2 separate regions of the Mus musculus genome follow, and region 2 is linked to region 1. A link is a contact called in public HiChIP or PLAC-seq data. All regions are on one chromosome and are shown on one strand. The core of a region is the stretch at or near the end of the contact, and the rest is flanking DNA. Distances in the headings are between cores, read along the strand shown.

The links. HiChIP or PLAC-seq counts read pairs in DNA pulled down with a chosen protein or histone mark.
Region 2: an HNF4G HiChIP or PLAC-seq map of pancreatic cancer cells shows a contact between it and region 1. The contact joins the promoter of Poldip2 here to the promoter of Tlcd1 in region 1. A contact is called at or near these places in 1 of 39 promoter capture datasets (neural stem cells), 2 of 484 Hi-C or Micro-C datasets (both in embryonic stem cells), 4 of 115 datasets of contacts at active chromatin or transcription factors (the SCID.adh cell line, embryonic stem cells and pancreatic cancer cells) and 3 of 9 other capture datasets (adipose tissue, liver and pancreatic islet).

The regions. Positions count from the first base shown.
Region 1 is chr11:78,174,719-78,180,314 of GRCm38.p6, reverse strand. Tlcd1 (TLC domain containing 1) reads right to left here and starts at 1,657. Exons shown (of 4, transcript NM_026708.2): 1 at 1,259-1,657; 2 at 863-945; 3 at 693-775; 4 at 1-368. The coding sequence starts at 1,452. Mir7653 (microRNA 7653) reads right to left here and starts at 1,488; the gene lies at 1,428-1,488. Nek8 (NIMA (never in mitosis gene a)-related expressed kinase 8) reads left to right here and starts at 3,649. Exons shown (of 15, transcript NM_080849.3): 1 at 3,649-3,755. The coding sequence starts at 3,709.
Region 2 is chr11:78,510,910-78,516,484 of GRCm38.p6, reverse strand. It overlaps Poldip2 (polymerase (DNA-directed), delta interacting protein 2), which reads right to left and starts at 4,189. Exons shown (of 11, transcript NM_026389.3): 1 at 4,013-4,189; 2 at 2,484-2,565; 3 at 1,300-1,397. The coding sequence starts at 4,173. Tmem199 (transmembrane protein 199) reads left to right here and starts at 4,317. Exons shown (of 6, transcript NM_199199.3): 1 at 4,317-4,588. The coding sequence starts at 4,378.

The DNA of each region.
Region 1 (5,596 bases), core at 408-2,907:
TTGTCTTTTTGTTGGCGCCTGGGTGCACGTTCAGGGCAGAAATCAGAGCGGAGGAGGCGAGAAAAGTAGATGATTATCATCAAGTCCAGCATGAGCAGGATGGCCAACAAGAATGTGCCCAGGGTCCTCTGGCCAGCATACTGTAGGAAGAACTTGGTGAGGTAGGCCTGAGGGGCCAATCGGAAGAGGAAGTACATGACCAAGTTGATATACTTGTTGACCTTGTAGAGGAGGAGATCCTGAGCATTGTTTATCTTCATCATCATCCTTAAGGTGAGGAAGATGTTGCTGACCTCTACCAGTAGTGTTAAGACGCCACCACCAACAAATCTTTTCCAAAAGATACCAGAGAAGAAGGCGCCCATAGCCTAGGGGACAAGTGACAGAACAAGGGCCCATGAAAACAGGTCATATCAGTCGGAAGCTGAGGAACACCAACTTTACTGCTAAGGTTTCTTTATTCACTAGCGTTAGACTTTGTCCACGAGGGTCTAACTCTGTATGACATCCTGGTCTGTTTACCTAGATAGTAGATAGGCCTAGGCACTCTGCTGTCCCCAGAAGGTGTTTAAACATTGAGAGAGTCTTAGGCAACTTAGAAGTCAGACGCTGCTGGGTTAAGATGGCCTCCCTCCCTGGCTCCAGGGGTTGTGAAGATTTTGCCTGTGTCATTTCACCGGGTTCTCCCTTACCATGACATGATGAACAAGGTATTCCCAAGAAGCTCGAGTTTGCTTGCTAACCACAATGTCCACTGTGTCGTGGATAAAGTATCCTAGTGGAGAGGTAGGGAAAGAGGAAAAGACTGAACACTTTGAAATTATCTTCCAATCTAATCTTAACCTTCTTGGGCATAACCTACCTGCAGAGAAGCAAACAAGCAAATAGCCAGAAGCTGACCACGCTGTTTCAATCTCCACCAGCATTTCAGGGGTTTGCCATAAGCTGGAATAGAGAAAAGGGATGTTCTCGCGGTTGTAGCCTCCCGGAGGACCCTCGCCTCCCCCAACAGTCTTGCCAGTCCCAGGGTGCTCTGTGCGCCTACTATTGGCTGGTTGAAGAGTAAGGAGGGACTTGGCCAAAGCCCAGGTACCTTGGGTTTCCCACAGCCGTTCTTGGTTGGGTAGTTTTCCAAACGGAATCAGGTGAGATCCTTGGCGTCTGTTCACCCGTGATGGGAATAGCAAGAGGGAGCCCAGTCCGAGCACCCCGCGAAAGATCCCACGGCCATCTCATTTACCCCGGGTTGTTCACTCACCACAGCAGTGCCCAGATCCCTGATACAATGGAGTGGGTGAAAGAGACGAGTAGGTTGTGCCAACGCCAGGTGCGCAGGGGGTCGGTTTGCACGTGTGCAGGCTGGGGCAGGCGACAGAGCACGCGCCGGAGTGCCCGGAAGGTCAGCGTGGCGCCCAGGAGCAGCGGCCAGGCGGGGTGGAACAGTAGGGGCATGCTGACCCTTCCTGCCGTCTGTCTGTCCGCCCCTTAAGCCGTCTCCTCCGACAGTTCTGGGAACACCGTTCCTTCTCTGGCCAGCGCGCCACGATCGTTTCTGCCGCGGGCCGCCAGCCCCACAGTTTCGCGGAGCCCTCAAGGCCCCTTCGCTCCTCCCCGCGTTCCCAGTGAGGCCTCTGCCCGCCCCTGCCGCCCTCGCCCCCGCCCCGCCCCGCCGCCTGCCCCCGCCCCTCGGGCGCCTCTGCCGCGAGGAGGGCGCGAGGCCGGTGTCCCCCAGGGCCCCGCCCGGAATCGGCCGACTTCGAGCGCGAAGGGGCTGTCCTCGCCATCGTTGCCGAGGCACCCTGTCTGGCGCCTCCCGACATCCGAAGGCGTCCTCGGCCGCCCTCGTGCGTACGGCCCCACTAGCCCACTTCCCGACTTTCTCTGCCGCCACCAGCTCCTACACCCTGGGCAGGTTCTGCGAGAACGCTCCTCTCTCAACTCTTTCAGGGCAGAGCTGGGCGGGACCGTCGCACAGACCGGGCTGCTGAACGCTAAACCCGGGGGCTCAGGAGCGCCGCCTCAGACCACGGCTCCGCCCAGACTCGATTCCTCTCTTGGACCGGGATCGACGTGTTTACCTGCTTCTCCCGCGCCCCGCACGAGTGGTGCTTAGGAACTGTTGAGTCACCCACCATCACCACACTTCTCCCCATCGTTCTTGGGCTCCTGGAACACAGCGGTTGTCACAGTCCTCCCTCAGACAGTCCCAACCCTCTTCTGGCTCCTTGGAGGCTGGGGCGGGGAAGGCTGCCGATTTGCCCAGACAGCTGGGGTGACCCTCTCTCCAGGGCAGCGGCCTGGAGTAGATGCGGCTTCTGGCCACTAGGTGTCAGTCTGTCCTCACTGTGATGCGGGATCCAAGCCCGCCTCCACTCCAGAGAGTAAGGCAGTTGCTCTGCGGAGCGGGATCGGCAGACCAGGAGAAAAGGAGCAACCCAGAGGCGGTGCTGAATGAAGGGAGTGTGCCTTTGGGAGGTGGAAGTGGACAACGAGGGCAAAAAGTGGGGACTAGGAGAACGGTGTTTCAAGATGTTGAGGGGCAAAAGCCCAAGCTCAGACTCCCAGGCACCTATGCCTTTTGGGTATTTGCTGCCTTCCCTGATGGTTCCAGGGTTACACATTAACTCCCAGAGGTCCCCAGGGTCACTCAAGGCCCATTCGGTTACTAAGTGATAGCACGATGTAATGTTTTGTGTGAGCGTTTTACCCCAGCACTCCCTCTTTGCTTCCCCAGCCAACTCCGGCCTGAGCCAGTGACCACAGGTTCCCTCCACGTAGGCTAGTTTGGGGCGGGGCAGGGACAAAAAATAAACAACCCTTCTCTCGCCCACTGAGAAATAGGAACGTTGTTAGCTAAGGACCACCTCCTGAATACTGACATTTTATAACTCCCTTAGAGCTGCAGGCGTCATGAAGAAGTCAGGATTTCATTCATCCTGGTCGAAACCCTAGCAGCGATACCAACCAGCCCACTATTTCTGGACAGAAGCATAGAACCTTCTCTGGGTTTCCCCCTACCGCGACGCTATAAGTTTTGAGTAAAGCTCCGAGTCCCCCTACGGCAGCGTTTTGTGCGGATTCTGAGAAACCGAGAGCACTGTGCTCAGTAGTTGTTACAACCAAGAGACCACGTCATGTACTCTTCAGGTGAATCAGTTTGTCCAACTGGGGTTTTCCCGGTCCCTCCCTCGGCAAACACCAAATAACGCCGCTCCTCTCCCCACACAGACCGGCTCGGTTTTGGTGGTTTATACTTTACGTGCCAATCATGAGAATCCCTTTATCTTTCTGAGGTAGTGCCAACTCGTCCCGGACAGTGGGGACTGTATCGATCTTCGCATTCCACTCGCATTAGACCTCTGAAAGAACAATCTTGTTTTTTTGCCGGGCAACATAAGTGGGCGCCTTATCGCTCCAGTCTAACTACCTATGCCCAAGTCACGCGTGTGCGATGTGGCTGGTACGGTTCTGAGCACTGAGGGACTCGTCAAGAAACCCAGAACGACTATTCTCTGATCCCTCGTTGGGGAAACACGACTTAGCCTCTAGGTTGAGTTCAAAGTCAGAGAAAGACGCCGGACTCGACAGACGCCCCCGTTTCGCCGGCTCCGCCCTGCAAAAGTTTTACAGCAAGGAGGAGGAGCTCCCAGATGGGAGGGTCCGCGCACGCGCCGCACCGGGATTCCAGAAGCGTAACTGAGAAATGAGATGGAGAAGTACGAGCGGATCCGAGTGGTGGGAAGAGGTGCCTTCGGGTGAGCCAGGGCGCTGGGGAGGAAATGCTAAGGGAGAAATTAGGGCCCTAATTCTGACCAAGAAATCGTGGCCCTGTTGGCTCCGCCCCGAAGCCAGAGCACCACTATGGGATGCCCCGCCCAGGCATCCGGTCCTTAGGTTTAGGCGGGAGGCCCCGCCCACAGCCAAACCACGCCCTCCAGACCAGCCTGTGCCCTTGGAAGATAGTTTTTCCCTGTAGATTGGTTATTCTTTGCTTCAACTGATAATAAGCGTAAACTGCACAGGTCAGACTGCCCGGAGTTTACAGTTATGACCAAAACAGGCGAGGTACTTCCCCTTTACGAACATAGCCCATAGGTAGTTGATCCAAACAAACAAGATATTGTTAAAACAGTTAATGAAGTTTGAGCAGTTATCAACAGTAAGAGACCGTGCACCAGGTGGGGTGGTACACGCTTGTCATTTCAGTACTTGGGAGCAGATGTAGGAGCATTGCTGTGAATTCGAGGCCAACCTGGACTACATAGAGATTGTCTCCAAAAGAAAAGACAAGCAAGAGCTGAAGAGATGGTTAAGAGCACAGACTGCTCTCCAAAAGGTCCTGAGTTCAAATCTCAGCAACCACATGGTGGCTCACAACCATCTGTATAATGAGATCTGACGCCCTCTTCTGGTGTGTCTAAAAATAGCTACAATGTACTTAGATATAACAAATCTTTAAAAAAGAAAAGAAAAGCAGTTTTTTTTTTTTTTTTTTTTTTTTTTTTTTTTGGTTTTTCGAGACAGGGTTTCTCTGTATAGCCCTGGCTGTCCTGGAACTCACTCTGTAGACCAGGGTGGCCTCGAACTCAGAAATCCGCCTGCCTCTGCCTCCCGAGTGCTGGGATTAAAGGCGTGCGCCACCACGCCCGGCAGAAAAGCAGTTTTTATGGTATACTCTGGACAGGCCTGAACTACATAACTAGCTTAAAACCAGTCTAGGCAACTTAGTGCTACCCTTCTCAAATTTTAGAAAAAGAAAAGAGGGACTGAGGGTGAATATCAGTGGTAGAGCTCCTGCCTAGCGTACTTGGGTTTAATTTCTAAACCAAAAGGGAACTTAAGAAGTTCACCAAGGAAGGTAATATAGCCCACAGGAAGGTGATCCAACAAGCAAGACATTGTTAAAACAGTTAATGAAGTTTGAGCAGTTATCAACAGCAGGAACTTAAGGAGTCCAGATGAGGTGGAAGGTCAAGACTTGAAGAACTGAGCCTGGCTTGGTGGCACACACCTTTAATTCCAGCACTTGTGAGGCAGAGGCAGGCAAAAGTCTGAGTTTGAGGCCCGCCTGGTCTACAGAGCAAGTTCCAGGACAGCCAGGACTACACTGAGAAACTCTTGTTTTGACAAAACAACATCAGCAACATCAAAGCCAAACCAAAAGATCTGAAGAAATGAGGGCCAGGTAGAGTCCTTCTGGTAGATGAAGTAGCATTTGCAAAGACCCTCACATGGGAAAAATGTTATAGCAGTCAAGAAACTGAGAAAAAGACTCCTGTAGTTGGAATGTGGTGAGCAAGGTAAGGAATGTGGTTGTCATGGAGGGTGGGGACCAGATTATGATCTTGTAAACCAGAGAAAGAGGTTGAGTTGATTTAAAGTATAAAGGCGAGAGGGTTTTGTTCTTGTTTGTGCTAGCTATTGAATTCACGGTATCACAGAGCTACGCCACAAACCAGGGAAGAATTTGAAAGCTGAATGCGATATGGTGGTCCATGCCTGGAATCTCAGCAGGAATGGTGGAGGTAGAAGCTGGTGGATAGGGAGTTTAAGGTCTTTAGCTAAATGTGTATGCTTCAGAGCAAGTTCAAGGTCA
Region 2 (5,575 bases), core at 2,940-5,439, 330 kb before region 1:
GTGCATCAAGAAACCAAGAAGGGCTGGTGAGATGGCTCAGTGGGTAAGAGCACCCGACTGCTCTTCCAAAGGTCCGGAGTTCAAATCCCAGCAACCACATGGTGGCTCACAACCACCCATAATGAGATCTGAGGCCCTCTTCTGGTGTGTCTGAAGACAGATACAGTGTACTTACATATAATAAATAAATAAATAAATCTTTTTAAAAAAAAAAAAGAAACCAAAAAGCAGGGCTAGAAAGAGGGCTTAGTGGTTGAGAGCACCAACTGCTCGTCCAGAGGACCCAAGTTTAGTTTCCAGCACCCACAAGAAGTTCACACTGTCTTTAACTCAAGTTCTGAAGAATCTACACCCTCTTCTGGCCTCCAGGAGCACTGCATGAATGTGGGACACAGAGCTACATGCAGGCATAACATTCATATGCATTATATAAAAATAAAATCTTCAGAAAGGGAGGGATTAAGAATAGCCTGGTGTGGAAACTCATGCCCTCCTCAGCACTGGGCTGACAGAGGCAGAGGTACACAGATCTCATGTGTTTAGGGCAACCAGAGTCATGTAATAAATAATATTGAAATAAATCAAAAGGTAAACTCAATAATAATCATAAAGGAGAAGGGGTAAAAAATGGCTGTGTTTAAAGGGCACTGCTGCTCTAATGGAGGACCCAGGCTTGGTTTCCAACACTCATGACAGCTCACCACCATCTCTAATTCCAGTCTCAGGACCCAGCGCCCTCTTCTGGCCTCCCTGAGTACTGTACACAGACACTTCCAGGCAAAACATCCATATACACAAAATAAAAACAAACTTTTTTAAAAGAAAAGAAGTAAAAAAAAGTAAGAAAATAAATCAAGAAAACTGTTCCCTAAAACATTCTCTGGGGTTCAGATTATAAAAAGGAAGGACAGACAGTTCTGGGGAGGCCCACAGAGACCCCATAGCACTTTTGTCTCCATGGGGATGAGTGCCAAAGAAACACTCTGGGATTATTTCCTTTATTTTAGTTGGTTGGGTTGTTTTGTTTTGTTCCTGTTTGTTTTGTTTTCTGAAACAGGGTCTCTCTACAAAGGCCTGGCTCTTTTGCAGTTCTGGAGCTCACTCTGTAAACCAAGCTGGCTTTGAACTCAGAGACCCTCCTGTTTCTGCCTCCCAAGTGCTGGGATTAAAGTGTACAGTACCACGCCTGGCTTGGGGTTATTTCTAAAGCCCAAGGGATGCTGTTTTTACCCCAACTGCATGTGTCTGCCACAAGTCAGGCCACCTGAGGACACCATGAGATAAGATAGAGAAACTTACTTTTCTGGAGTTGCAGAAGCCACATCCCGGTCATACAGTCTGGCCTGCCAGGGAAACAGGACGACCCCTCGGTAGCCAAAAACACTATGGAGGAATAGCTAGGAGGAGAGAGATCTCGATGAGCCTGCTGTCTCGAAGATCCATCCAAGTGGGCCCCGACCATAGCGGCCTGGGTAGAAGCAACTACAGCAGTCTCCCCAGCTTTGCCCTCAAACTACTGAAGTATTCTCATGCCTGTCACCAGGCTGACCCCAACCTTTCAGATCACCTTTGGCCTCCAGGGAACTTTCCTTGCCCTGCCCTCCTCTTACTGCAGCGCAGAGCCACTGATTATAACTGTCTGCTTTAAGGATTTGTTTTACTTTAGTTATATGTGTGGATCTGTATCTGGGTACCATGCACTTGAGTGCAGGGACCCAAGGAAGTCAGAGGCATTGGGTTACCTGGGGCTATGTGACTCTGGAGTCAGTTCTGTCCTCACCTTTACTTCTAGGCTTCCTCAGCAAGTGCCTTGACCAGTCGAGCCACATCGCCTGCTTCTTACTGTGTTTTAAGAGTATCACTACACTAGACCTCCAACTTGAAGTGATCCTTCTGCCCCTGCTTCTGGAGTGCTGGGATTTGATGCTATTATACACATATCTCCAGAAATCCATCTTTAACAAGTTTTGTGACTCTAGTGCACATGCATTCACACGTAAGAATACATACTATCAGTTGTTCTTTGATCTCCATGCCTGGGCGCATGCACACACGCACGTGTACACACATACCCATTCTAAATAAATCAATGTAAAAAAAAAAAACAAAAACAACCTTTTTTTTCTTAATTTGTGATTCTGAGCTGAACATGGTTACACACATCTGTAACACAAGTATTCCATAAGGGAACGAGTTTGCAATGTCAAGGTCACCGTGGGTTACAGAATGAGTCAAGGCTAAACTAAGCTACACAGAAGACTCTGCCTCAAAACAAGTCCAAAATTTATCTTGGTCAAAATGAAGATGGATTGAAACTTGGGGTGTAGCTCAGCAGATGGCATCTGTCTCTAAGACCGGTGGGCAAAGAGATGAAGAATGAAAAGATACAAATACCGCTGAGATTCAATATTCTGACCAAACTTAGCTGCATTCAGAAACAGAATAGTCCATGAAAATGAGAGGAGACCTAGCACAGTACCTACCTGCCCAGTCTCATATTTTCCATTTTGTTTTGGCACCTCAAACACACCAACTGTCTCCAGCACTTTGCCCTCTGCACGGTTCCTGAGTGGGAAGGAAAAGAACAAGCAAGTGAGACCCTGAGAAGACAGCAGTCCTTCGCCAGGAAAAATCAGACACGTGAACAAAGAAAGCCCCCTAGTACTCTGCAGGGTCAGGGCAATGACAGCCAAGGCCCAGGATGCTGCTTTTCCTCATTTAAGATCCAGCCATGGGCATCTACATGGTGAAGGTCTCCCAGTCTTCCAGGGTTTTGTGTGACTACTCCAAACTTACTTCCTTCTATCTTTACTTAGCATTTCCAAAGTCATTCTTATTCTTGCATATCCTGTTTCAATGCACACCTTCACCCACCCTCCGGGTCTTCCCCCCCCCCCACATGTTAACCATCCTTCCAACTTTGCATTTCAGTTCCTGGTATGCATGCCTTGAGTCCATTAAGGACCTGAGAGACATGCCTAGTGTGTAAGAGGTGCTCAAAAAGCATTTGTTCTGAGGCAAGCAGTTCTTCTGTCTCTACTTTTACCCACTGCTGCTTGGCAGTATACTCACTAAGCCTGGCATTTGCTACTTGGAAGAATTGTTCTGAACCAAAAATGGTTCCACACATCGGTAATCCCAGGGCTCTTAAGGCTAAGGCTGGAAAATAACAGGTTCTGGGCCCATCTGGCTACACAGCATGATTCTCCCAATCCTACACATTCAACTGTGCTGTAAATTCTAAGTCTTTACCCTGACCTCAGGACCTAGCATTTCTAGATTCTCAAAGGTACCCCACACAGTACACTTAGCACTGCCGTGTCTCCACCCAGTGTCTTTTCACATTTACTTGTCTTAAATAGCAAATACCTCCCTTAACCACTATCAGGTCATTTCCATCAACTTATCCTTTTAAATAGGATTAATTTTGCTATGGATCCATCAAAGCACTGTAATGTTACTTTGGAAATGTTAACTTCATAGCCAACTTTTCAATCCTGTCTGATCCCTACAAGGCTTTGTTTACACCGCCCCCCCCCCCCCGAGCCTCAACCCCTATTTCCCAAGTCACATGGGCAAAATCAGTCTCCCCAAGGTCACATGGAAACAGGACCCACAAAGGTAGACACTTAAATCGACTTGTTTCCCACAGAATAGCATATTTCTGAGAGTCACTGACCCAAAAGGGCCCGGGGATCCCTGTAGTTGTATTAAATGGCAGCCCACTCCAGGTGCCGGGGACCCCAGCCTGGGAGGCAGGATTCGCCTAAGAAGCGTTACTTGTTCTCCCTCGGAGCTGCCCTGCACTGCCAGGGCCCTGGGCAGTGCTCCCTTCTTTGCTCTTGGCACATGTCCCAAGCAGCCCGTGTCGGCTCTCTCCTCGGGACCCTTTCTCAGGTGGCACTCCGGCTGCCCAAACAGAGTCAGGCCTCCTGGCTTCCTTAGTAGCTAGGTAGAAAACGCTCCCTAGATTCTGGGCCCGGCTCCCTGGCCCCCTCTCTCCGTCCCTCACCGGGACGACAGATGCCTTCGGGTCGTCGCTGTGGCCACCGGCGGAAGGCCCCCTGCTCCACCGACCGCACACAGTGGCCTCGACCCTCGGGTCGTGGCCAGCGACCGAGACCACCAGCGGCTGCCCACTGCTAGGGCCCGTCGGGCCACACAACCAGCCATGTCCCGCCCGAGCGCCCGCTCGGCTGCTGACACAGGGCCCGACCCGCGGCGGGGCGCCGTCCCGCCCCCGCCCCACACTGCCCCGCGCCTAAGCCCCTCCCCTCGGGCCCGCCCCCCGCGGCCGCGTGGGCTCCTCCAGCTACATCCGGCGCCTGTGAGCGGAAGTCCGAGTTTGGGATCACCTGATCAGAGCGTGAGGCAGAAATGGCGTCTTCCTTGCTTGCCGGCGAACGACTGGTTCGCGCTTTGGGTCCTGGCGGAGAACTGGAACGGGAGCAGCTCCCCCGGAAGCTGCGTGCCCAGCTCGAGGCTGCTCTGGGAAAGAAACACGCGGGCAGTGATAATGCCACGGGACCCCGGCGCCTGGTTTCATTCCGTCTCATCCGAGATCTGCATCAGCACCTGAGAGAAAGAAGTGAGCGGTCCCCATTCAAGAGTCGCCGCGTTCTTTTCAGATCTAATCCCTTCTGAGGCGTATTTTCCCCCCATCACTCTCGAGTGCCTACCGAGTTCTCATATATCCAGTCCAAAAGCCTTCTCATAAACCCCAGGTTTACTACTTCCATCTTAACTTCCGTGAAAATTCTTAGTGTGTTACAAAACGTATTTTCAGATTTTGTTGAGTCCTCTTTTAGTGCCACCTAAGTCCATGTGAATTTTTTTAGGAAGTCGAGATTGTAGCCCAGTACTATCTGACAGGTTGAGTTTCTCCATTTGAGGGCCATATATCAATAGTGAGCATATCGTGTTTGGAAAAAGTGATTTTTTTTCCTTCCATCTCAAAGGTAAAGGTGCAAGCCCCAGTTTAGGGGTGAGGGTAGGGAAACGGTAACAACAACAAAAACTATTGAAAGATCTGGATTGAGTCGCATGTAGTTCTAGACATTGTAAAGAAGTCATTTCTCCTTTTCAGACCTATTTACTTATGTTAAGGTAGGGAATAGGGTAAACTGGCATGTAACTTACCTTGCCAGAGTTAACATATCCTGGCCAGAAGTGCAAAGGGTAGATGATCAACTATTTAGACTTAAGAGAATCTTAGAAAAAGATCCTCTAATACAGTGTCCGCTGAGTGTTTAGCATCACAACCCAATCCTGACTAGGACAGATCTATTATTTTCACAGAAATAACCTACCATTGGTAGTGGTGAGGTAGGGTTGGTAACGAAGACTGACAGTTAAAGTCCACTCTATGACACTAAAAAATACTTAGGTGGAATTGTCCTAAATCTTTCCTAGTTGAAAGTTATCTTGAGTAAAATGAAAAATAATTGAATAAACACAAGGAGAGAAAGAAAATGATCACAAGGTTGGGCATGGCACGTACCTGAAACCCAAGGGGCTGAGGCAGTAAGATTGTGAGTTGTCTAGATGAAGTACATGAGAATTCAAGAGACAGCTA